Regions from separate parts of the Mus musculus genome. Here all the other regions are linked to region 3. A link is a contact called in public HiChIP or PLAC-seq and promoter capture Hi-C data. All regions are on one chromosome and are shown on one strand. The core of a region is the stretch at or near the end of the contact, and the rest is flanking DNA. Distances in the headings are between cores, read along the strand shown. Region 1 holds the start of Ndufs5 (NADH:ubiquinone oxidoreductase core subunit S5). Region 2 holds the start of Bmp8b (bone morphogenetic protein 8b). Region 3 holds the start of D830031N03Rik (RIKEN cDNA D830031N03 gene).

Region 1 (3,273 bases), core at 133-2,632, 310 kb before region 3:
ATTTGACTGGACACAGGCTGAGTGCTCAGAAAACTTTAATTGAACTGAAACCAGTTTCATATGGGACATCCAGCCGATGGAAGGGGGTGAGTGGAGCAAGTTGGAGTGATTGAATGAAATTAATAAATTGTGGACTCTCTTACTAGGGTTTCTATTGCTGTAAAAAGACTTGTGACCATGGCAACCATTTAATTGGGGCTGGCTTACAGTTTCAGAGGTTAGTCCACTATCATCATGGCAGGAAGCATGGCAGCATGCAGGAAGGCATGGTGTTGGAGAAGGAACTGAGATTTCTACATCTTGATCAACAGGCAGCAAAAGGAGACTAATCCACACTAGGCTTGACTTGAGCATAGGAGACCTCAAATCCCTCCCCAAAAGTGACACACTTTCTCCAACAAAGCCACACATACTCTCACAAGGCCACCCTTCCTAATAGTGCCACTGCCTATGAGGCAAGCATTCACACACGTGAATCTATGGGGGCCATTCCTATTGAACCCACCACATGGACTTCGGGAATTTTCTCCAGAAACTGTTCATTCGCAGGCACAGCATCTGTCTTATAGGCCAGGCCAGCCTTGAACTCAAGAGGATACATCCTCCTGTCTCAGCTTTCTGATTGCTTTGGTGCAAATGTCAGCTAATACATCAAAGAACGTTTTCATCATGTCACAGTATAAAGAAGTCCCTATAGTAACTCTATAGCTGTTTGTTTGTAACAAGATCTCACTATGTAGCCTTAGTTGGCCTAGAACTCATAGACATCCACCTGTTTCCGTTTCTTAATTTCTGTGATTTAAAGGCCTGAGCCACCACGTTAGGCACTATTATCTTTCTTTTAAGATTTACTTTATGTGCGAGAGTTTTGTCTTCATGTATGTGCACCATGTGTGTGCTCCTGGTATTGCTGAGGTTAGAAGAACTATGTTGGGTCCCCTGAATCTAGAGTTAAACCGAGGACCTCTCCCAGATCAACAAATGCTCTTAACCTCTGAGCTGTCTCTCCAGCCCGGCTATTATGTTTATTACCAAAAAGGGAAACTGCCACCGTGAAACTGGGAAACAGTCACACAAGTTTTGGGGTCACGGCACACGAGCTTTAATCACCACATTTCCTTGGGGTGAGGGAAGCACTACTCTTTCTCGAGTGTGACCTTGCTCAAGTAGCACAACAATCAACGGTCACGACAGTGCTGAAAGGGAGAACTCACTACCGGGCGCAGTAGTATGGGGAAAGTCGGTTTATCAGCTGTCAGCGTCTGGAGGCTGGGCTGCTTGCTGCGCAGGCGCAGACCCGCTGTGCTTGGTTTCTACAGTTCCTCGGCCGGTGGTTGATTTACGGCGTCGCTCTGGAGATGTCGTGCTGCGGGCGTCCTTTACGGCAGGCGTCTGCGTCCTCCCGCAGCCGGCGGTCGGGAATTGCACCAGGGACCTGACAAGGGCACTGCAGAGGTGCGGTAGGCGCTGCTGTGTCCGCACAGCCAAGAAGTTTCGTTCAGGATTAGCTCCTTGACACATTTCCTCTCTCTGTGGGTGGCCCAGGTCTGGGCGTGTCCTCCTGCCTTCCCTTCACCCCGTAACTAGGTCGTCACCCCCACCCCCGGCCCTCCGGAGCAAATCCACCGTCTGCCGGACTCCTGCCTTGGCCTCCTTCCTACCCTGACATCCCGCTCCTTTTTGTTTTTGTTTTGAGACAGGGTTTCTCTGTGTAGGCTGGAATTCACTCTGTAGACCAAGCTGGCCTTGAACTCACAGAGAAGCATCTGCCTCTGTCTTCCAAGTGTTGAGATTAAAGGCGTGCACCACATCCTGATTTTGGTCCCCAGAGCCCTCTACTTTCTTCCTGTTGTGCACTTGGCTCAGCAGCCGCTCCAGAGCCTCTGTCCGTCCTCATTGTCATAACTTCTGTTGTCTATGTTTGTGTGTGTGTGTGTGTGTGTGTGTGTGTGTGTGTGTGTGTGTGTGAGAGAGAGAGAGAGAGAGAGAGAGAGAGAGAGAGAGAGAGAGAGCGAGAGAGAGAGCGATGTAGATCCTCCTCTGGGACTTTTTCTATTCTCCCAATGGCTTCCTCCCCCGAATTCTTACTCAGGTTCCCAGTGTGGGTCTCCAGTGCTTATGATGAGCCGTTTCCCCCATTTGCCTCTGACATACACAGTAAATGACTAAAAGAATGGGAGGGAGCTTTATAAATTAAATTCACCTAAATGTCCGCGTACAGGATGGTTTTGATGTGGGTGCTGCGCTTGCTTTCCATTCTTAAGCACATTTGTCGTTTGGGATTATTTTGTTCTATGTCAACTTTACTATGTATTTTCCATATGTTCTTTTTGCTTAATGTATGTCATATTCTACTGAGCACCAGAATCTATCCACTGCTTTATAGTTGTACGTGTAAGTTGTTTGAGATTTCCTGATTTTTTTTATTTTTTTACAAAATTTTAATTTGACTTGTTCATTTATTTTTAGCAGTTAACTAGCATCTGCTCGATTTTGCTCTCAAAACAAAAGCAGTAGGAAAAACATAGAAGTAAATAGACTGTTACAGTAATGGACGAAGTACTTTTGGGGGGGGGGGTTCGAGACAGGGTTTCTCTGTGTAGCCCTGGCTGTCCTGGAACTCACTTTGTAGACCAGGCTGGCCTCGAACTCAGAGATCTGCCTGCCTCTGTCTCCCAAGTGCTGGGATTAAAGTCATGTGCCACAACTGCCCGGTGGACAAAGTACTTTTTAAAGTTTTAATTATGTGTGGATGTATGACTGTGGGCATGTGAGTGTAGCTACTCCGTGAAGCCAGACACATCATACGGCCCTGAAGCTGGAGCTGCAGCTACTTGTAAACCACCCAAAGTGGTTGCTGAGACTCCAGCTCGAGTCCTCTGCTAAAGCAGCATGCACTTTTAACCTCTAAGCCATCTCTCCAGCCTAGGACAGACTACTTCTATAAAAGGAGAGACACAAGAGAGTGTCCAAAGACACGTGTCATTTAGGTTGGGATGGAAAGAATGTATAGAACAATGTAAATAAATAGTGTGCTTATATTATTTCTCATTTTTCTTTTTTGGGGGAGAGTTGTTGTTTTGTTTTGTTTTTTGTTTTGCTTTTAGTTTGTTTATTTGAGTCAAAACAATTTTTTTCACCCTTGAAAAAAATAACCTTATACATAGAAAGAAAAAAAATTAATTTGGGTTTTTAGTCCATGAGTTTTGTGAAAGTCCCCAAATTACTCTGGGAGAGCCCATCTTAGTAAAAAAAGGCTGGTAATCCCAGCAG
Region 2 (3,435 bases), core at 20-2,519, 310 kb after region 3:
GTTACAGACAGGAGCAAAGCAGGTAGGGACTGAACCAACAGTAAATGCTTATGGCTACAGATAAAAGTTTTGGGGAAAAGACCTTTAAGACTCGTAGGAGAAAGTGGTCCTGATGTCTACAGGTCCCTGGAGAAAGGAGGAGCCACGCTTCGGGAGAATGGACTCACAGCTGCCCCTTGGGTCACTCACTGGCCTGAACACTCTCCGTGCCAGGCCAAGGTCCAGCTGCTAGGGCCCAGGCCCACAGGACTACAGTCATGTCTGAGTCTGTCCACTCCACCTCCTGACACTGCACCCCACCCACCAGTTCCTACTACACAGAAAGAGCCCGCCATCCGGGCGTGAGGGTCAGCTCTGGTCACTTTGATATGACCACAGGTTTCCACACTGAACTTTGTCCCTCTCTTCAGGGCTGCTTTTATCACAGTGACAGCATCATTTACTCATCAGTCTCCCCAGGACTGACTTCCGGTGCCACCTAGGGGACCTGGGCATCACCAGATAACTACTCCTAGGCATCATGGTGAGACAAGGCCTGGGGAACCTGCGCTAGCACTCAGACCTTCCAGTCCTGACCCCTGTAGTCCTTGCTTCCCGGGTGATGAGTCTGCCACATAGCGATTCCCTAAGCAGGGTCCTCACGCTCCTAGAGGCCTATCCCCAGTCAGATGGCTAGAATAGTCCCTCCAAGACAGGAAGCCATGCGCTCTCCACGTGGAGACTGCGGACACCCTGGGTCCCTCTGCACACTCACCTATGTTGACAAAGCTCATAATCAGGTCAGCACGGTCCAAGTGAGGCTGCGGGGTCCCACCGCCACTGTCATCCGTCATGGCACGGTACAGGTCCAACATAAAGAGGGGCGCAGACGCTGGCTGCTGGGCAGCCCCGACCGGTGCTCGGGATCGGGGCCGCCCCGGCAGCCCCAGCACCTCCCGAATCTCGCGCTGCATGTCGCGGGGCTCGCGTACTCCTAGTCGACGCTGGGGAAAGACGTGCGGGGGATGCGAGAGGTGACCGCCGCCCAACACGCACAGAGCCAGGCCCAGTAGCCATAGGAGTCCCGGACGCGCAGCCATCTCGGACGTTTAGCGGACTCGCATCCAGCGACGCCTCGACGACAAGGATGGGACAGCGCCGCGGATCCCGAGTTCGCACCTGTCGCGGGCAGCTCTAAGACGACTGCGCTCCACGCGCTCCGCAGGCAGCAGCCCAGCCTGTAGGTCCCGCAGAGCAACGTGGGCCCGCGCGGTAGGGAATAGCGAGTGTCCGGAGCAGGACCGACTTTCGGGGACTAGAACCCGGAGCGCTTCCTCGGCTCCTCCCCTTAGTGAACTCAACCAATGGGGGCTCTGGGGCGGGCCCGAGCGCGGACACACGTCTACAGGGTGTCTGTACCGCTACTACTAAAGGTGGGGGTGGAGGGAGCGAGTGGGACCCGGAGGTAGGTATCACCGGTCGGGGAGAAGCCATCATGGGTGTCCTGGGCCCCCATCCATCTGCCTGGGCACACTCCGGGCTCCGCGCGGAGACGTCGGTGTCTCTGAAGCAGACACCTGCACCTTGGAGCGAATTGCTTAGAGTTGGGAGAGCGCCCAAGTCCGGGAGCTGGGGTGGGCCCCACATGTCTCCGGAAGCGCCCATTGGACTGGCCGTCGGGGCGGGGCGGATGCCAACCATGCCTCGAGGGTGGGGCACATTCTGTCGCCAGAAGCTGCCAGGGCCCGGACTCCGCCGCTCCTGTCTGCTAGGTGCCTTCCCCGCTGTCCGGGGAAGACGCCTCCTTCACCGATGAGCGCTGGTTCTGTGCGCCAAGCTATTCTCTGCCAGGCCCAGACAGACCACACTGCTGGCTAATCCAACCTCAGATTGACTCTGGAGTATCCGGGAGGGAAACCCAGGCACACAGAGCTTAAACACCTTCCCTCAGGCCGCACAACAATGGAACTAGAAAGCTTCAGGCACTGGGTGGTTGGCTGCTGGAGAGGCTACCAAGAGGGATATGCGTTAAAGGGCTTAACAGACAGTGCGCTACATAAGGGTTTTGACCAACTATGAATTCTTTAGCGTGGATTCAAAATAATATTCCAAATAAATCACACCACCAAAATCATCTTGATGTGATCCCCTAAACGGTTTAAAAAAAAAAAAAAGATTTATTTATTTATTTGATGTTTGTGACTACACTGTCGCTGTCTTCAGACACACCAGAAGAGGGCATCAGAATCCATTACGGATGGTTGTGAGCCATCGTGTGGTTGTTGGGAATTGAACTCAGGACCTCTGAAAGAGCAGTCAGTGCTCTTAACCACTGAGCCATCTCTCCAGCCCCTCAAAGATTTAAATGTCAATTAAATCCTTAATGCAATCTTTCAGTTGTGCCTCAAGCACACACTAGTCTTATAACCGAATCAACAGGTCAATTTCCATACTATTTCAAAGTCCCATAAAGACAATGGATATGCCAACTAACCATTGAAAATGGCTAGGTGAGACAGAACAAAGATACTGAAGGCAAGGATAGGTTGAAATGAGGATGGACTTAGGTGCTGATGCTGGAGGCGGGTAGAGCTCTCTCTCTCTCTCTCTCTCTCTCTCTCTCTCTCTCTCTCTCTCTCGTGTGTGTGTGTGTGTGTGTGTGTGTGTGTGTGTGTGTGTTGCGTTGCAGTACTGGGGATTGCAACCAGAGCCTTCTACAGGCTAAATGAATGCCCAAACACTGAGCTAAACTCTCAGCCTTGTACATTAGTTACCACACAAAACATGACCCCATTTGCTGTACTCAATGATGCTTTGCCATTGTACTTCTCAAATATTTAAAACTGGCTTGCAGTGGAACCTTAAGGGTTCTCTGGAAAGTGTTGGATGGTGTTTTCGCTGGGTTAAACACATGAAGGAGTGTTTTTCCTGAAGTGGACACAGGTGAAAAGGGATGTTTAGCTGAAGCAGACACAGGAGAAAGGATGTTCTGCTAAAGCAAGCATGTGAAAAGACACATGACAAAGGATCTCTTGCTAACAACACAAGTGTATTGGTCCACCTTACACTGCGTAGCTGAGCTCCATTTGTCAGGACTCCATAGAGAGAAAAGCACCAGAAACTTCTGGTGGTGTGTGCAGCTTCTTGCCACTTCTGCGGACTCAGGCTGATTGGCAGAGTGATGTCAGCTGAGACAGACGCATGGGGAAATTTGCTAAGACTCAAGACTCGTGGAGAACACCTGATATTCTGAGGGCATATAAATAGGACTCAACGGACAGTGACAGAGGCATGGCTTGCTTGTGTAGCTAAATGCTTCTTGGTCTCTGGTCTTTGCTGATCTTCACCTGGTTAAGAGGCACAGCTGAAAACTTTTCCTGGCATTCCTGGTGATCCTGGTTCCTCCTGCTGACTCGTGCCAGTTTACCTGAGGCCTGGCTATTCCTGCTAAGTCGA
Region 3 (3,703 bases), core at 1,073-3,572:
GGAAGGGGTTAATTAGGAAAAGATTGACCTGATTGGCACCTGACTTGGTGAGGAAACAGGAAAAGAATTTTTGTCTGTGAAGGTTGTGATTCCATATCAAGACCATTCTTTATAATAGAATAACCACCCACCCTTAACTCCAGAGCTGGAATTCCTCAGATTCTTCTAACCAGAGGGGCCCTGGCGTGCTAAAGAGTCTGTTATGATATCTGAACACGTGGTGAATGTATTTGGCCAGGAAGACTTGCAAGTGAAATAAATCCTCTATGGGGTTTTCCAGTTGCATTGAATAATTACAACAAACTTAAAATCTGAAGTCCATGAATTGTGAAGTATCCAGTCTGTAAGTTGATTTGTTCTTAGGATCACAGTGTGTCAGGGGTTGAAGGGACTTTAAAACACGCCCTGAATAAACTTCAAGATTTCTTAATCTGTTTCCTGAGATTGCTATGCCATGTGGTTGCTTGAATTTCTGCTCACATTCCTTTGGGATCAGGAAAAGTCACCCTTTTAGGGAACACCTTATTCTTTGAATAGCAGTGAGAAAACTGATGGTTTGAAATCTGCCCTTGGATCTTGGTGTGCCAGTTTAAGGAGAGATTCAGCACAAATTTCCTTCCTCCCACATCCCAGCTCCTCAGATTCTTAATGTTGATCATATCCCCTGAAATTTGCTCTCCATCAAGTATTCTTGATTCTTTTCACTCTGGGTTCGTAGAAAAATGTTCTAGTGTCTTGCACTATTGCACCAGGAAGCCACAGGATTCTGGATAGCTTTCTGAAGTTTTAACTTTAAAGACTAGGGTATCTAGAATAAGATGATACAATGTTTAAGTATTCTCTCCTGTTTACAGATGGAAAGTCTTTGTATTTGAGTGGGTAGAATTGATCAGCTTCTTTAGGAGTGAGAAATGAAGTATAAAACATTTTGCCAAGCAAAGTTGTCTTTTACTTGACTAATCTGATCATGGGCTTCAGCCTGTACCTCATTTTTGCCAAGGAGTTTCTGGCTCCTCAAGTAAGTTTAAGGCTTAGCTCCAAGCTTCACTGCCAAATCTCCACACACCAGTGACTCGTTTTATTTACTGTTTGTGTGAAGAGTAGAAATAACTTTCTCATAAGTTTTATCATCTATATTAACTACTTGGGCCAACAGGACTTTGTACATTTTAACTGACCTTTTTCATCCTCATGAAATCCGAGGGACCATCATAAAGGGAGTCAAGTATTACACCTCAAAGAGATGCAAGCTACCTCTGGCAGGCAGTCTTCTGGGTTGCTTTGTACTTTTCTTAACAATTACAGGGTCTCTAGATAGCTTTCCTAAAATCCAGAACGTAGTTTGCAGGATTGTGTAACACATTTCTCTAATATTTTCATTCTTGAGACTTGAAATATGAACTCATGCTTTTCATCTAGCCCTTCAGAGGCTCAGATTTCCTTGGACGTGCACAGCGGTTATAGCCAATCCAGGTGTTGGTCATGGGCTGTTCCTGCTAGAGTCTCCACTGCCCTGCAACCCGCACCCCATTTTCCGGTCATTAAGACCGCTGAAGTCTGAGCAGAGAAATCCAGGTGGCGAAATGGGCCAAGATCTGACATACTTGAGAAGGGAAACTGTGCCTAGAGTTTATCCAATAACTTGGTTCCTGAGTCTAACTTAATTCCTTGGCATGCCAAGAAAAGACTGTGTTTAAGGCTAGCCTGTTCTTTGGTCAGCGCCAGAGGTGACATTGGAAAAATACAGGGATAGTCGTTGGCGGCAAAGCTGGAGCCTAGGATAGTGCAGACCGCCCACCCCAGCCCGTACGTCTCTACCGGCAGATGGGGCCCCCGAGTGGCCCTAGCCACTACCGGCTGGTAGTGGGGGCGGCGGGGGCGCCCCTTCTGGGTTCGCCCTTGGGCTGGGCTCCCATCCCGCCGGTTGGAAAGAAGCGGGGGCGGAGGGGCCGGGCCAGCGTTGTGAGGGCGGGGCTTTCCTTTGTCAGGGGATTTGCCCGGCATGACCAGGACTGCCCCTCTCCTCTCACCCTCGCAGGCGGGGACACTATTACTCCCGTGGGTGAGGAGGGAGTGAGCTAGAGGGGGTGCGGGATGAGCTGGAGTCCCTCGCCCCAACCCCGGGAAGCCCCTCCCTCGCCGCCTTGGCCTCCAATCCTTGCCTCCGCCCCCTCCCCTCCCGGCGGGGCTCCCTATAGGCCCCGCCCCCGTCCTCCTCCCTAGCAGTCGGCGCCGCGCGCTCCCGGGCTTCCAAGGGGGCTGCCCGGGCGGGGCAGCGGCTGTGGCGGGGCTAGAAGGGGGAGGAGATCCGCCCGCCACCCGAGCACTTCCAGCCAGCGGCGTGTGAGCGGGCCGCGCGGCGTGAGAGAGGCGGGCTCGCCCCCCTCGTGCGGCCGGAGCGGAGCCTTTTGTTCCCGGCCAGAAGTTTGCATGCCGGGACCGTGACAGCTGCGGGCGGGGAGGACGGCTGCAGGGCCGGCGGCGTGGTGGAGAAAAGAGGCGACTGCTTGTCATGCAGCCCACGACGCGGCGGCTGGGGGCCGGGGACCTGCAGTGGCCGGGGAGGCGGCGCCCACAGGACACGGGACTTACTGCTGCCGGAGGGACAAACTAACTTCCTGAGCGCTAGACCCAAGGCCGGCCCGCCGGGAGCCACCTGCAAGGTTGCGGTGAGGCGACCCTGGCCCTCCGGGGCGCGAGGCATGGCGCGGGTTTGCGGGCGGTGCTAAGTGAGTCCAGACTGCCTCTTGGCCGCTGCCGCAGCCTGCCCGCCTTCTGAAAGGCCCAGCGTGGGCCTCCACTCGCCTTGTTTTGCGGCCACGATACAGTGTTGGCTTGGAAGCCACAACAATGCCATGATGTTTTGGAGACAGGAAGCCCCAAGCTGGCCCCGAATGAAGGACTTCCTGTGTTTAAAGTTGCAGGAATATCCGCTGACCAGCCCTGTTCAAATGCAAACACCCAACTAGAGAGGACGAATGGCTAATTCAGACCAGCTGGACTCTTTAGGGCTGAACACAGGATAAAATGAAAGGAATTCTTAGGAGCTTGGACCATACTTGAAGGCTAGAGAGGGTGTGCCATTGTTATAAAGGACATAGTTGGTATACATTTTCTGCTTCCAACTCAGCTTTGGTGCGAATCGAGTGAAACTAGATATTGAATAAGACTTGTCAATATCAAACGATTTTTTTGCTGACTGAATTTGAAAGGGCTTTAGAAAAGTAAAACCAGAAGCCATACAAGTATTTGTTTTATGTTTATTGATTAAATAATATCATTTGTCTTTCTGCAGTTATGAGGCTGCTAGCCTGTGAGGGAAAACCTGTTTGTCTTATTAGAGTTTCTCCCAAAATGGTTTCAAATTGGGAACTTCCAGATCTTTCTGAAAGGCAGATGCAATTGGTGGTTTGGAGTATAAACATGTAAGAGGACTTACAATTCATGTAGAATGTATTTTGAGAGAACCCGTGGCGGGGAAAAAAAACTTTTGAAAGATTGATGGTTCATCTTTATTGAAAAAGTATGGGTAAGCCACTTAGCAGGCCAGACTGTTTAAGGCGGAACCCTACCTGCCTGGGTAAAGGGGAAGATGAGGATGGCTATATAGAAGATTGCTATGTTCCACAGCGGTCTATATACGATACAATGAGGATAAATGAACAGATTGACCAGGGGTCAAAACTTAATCAGACGTCAAAAA

What was found. HiChIP or PLAC-seq counts read pairs in DNA pulled down with a chosen protein or histone mark. Capture Hi-C pulls out chosen DNA fragments and counts their contacts.
Region 1: a contact with region 3 is called in a promoter capture Hi-C map of pancreatic islet. The contact joins the promoter of Ndufs5 here to the promoter of D830031N03Rik in region 3. A contact is called at or near these places in 1 of 39 promoter capture datasets (cranial neural crest), 1 of 115 datasets of contacts at active chromatin or transcription factors (astrocytes) and 3 of 9 other capture datasets (adipose tissue, liver and pancreatic islet).
Region 2: a contact with region 3 is called in a FOXA1 HiChIP or PLAC-seq map of pancreatic cancer cells. The contact joins the promoter of Bmp8b here to the promoter of D830031N03Rik in region 3. A contact is called at or near these places in 1 of 39 promoter capture datasets (cranial neural crest) and 1 of 115 datasets of contacts at active chromatin or transcription factors (pancreatic cancer cells).

The regions. Positions count from the first base shown.
Region 1 is chr4:123,716,295-123,719,567 of GRCm38.p6, reverse strand. It overlaps Ndufs5 (NADH:ubiquinone oxidoreductase core subunit S5), which reads left to right and starts at 1,382. Exons shown (of 3, transcript NM_001030274.1): 1 at 1,382-1,455.
Region 2 is chr4:123,102,995-123,106,429 of GRCm38.p6, reverse strand. It overlaps Bmp8b (bone morphogenetic protein 8b), which reads right to left and starts at 1,269. Exons shown (of 7, transcript NM_007559.5): 1 at 755-1,269. The coding sequence starts at 1,079.
Region 3 is chr4:123,410,530-123,414,232 of GRCm38.p6, reverse strand. D830031N03Rik (RIKEN cDNA D830031N03 gene) reads left to right here and starts at 2,322. Exons shown (of 1, transcript NM_001167918.1): 1 at 2,322-3,703. The coding sequence starts at 3,526. The region is part of intron 57 of Macf1 (microtubule-actin crosslinking factor 1); the gene reads left to right.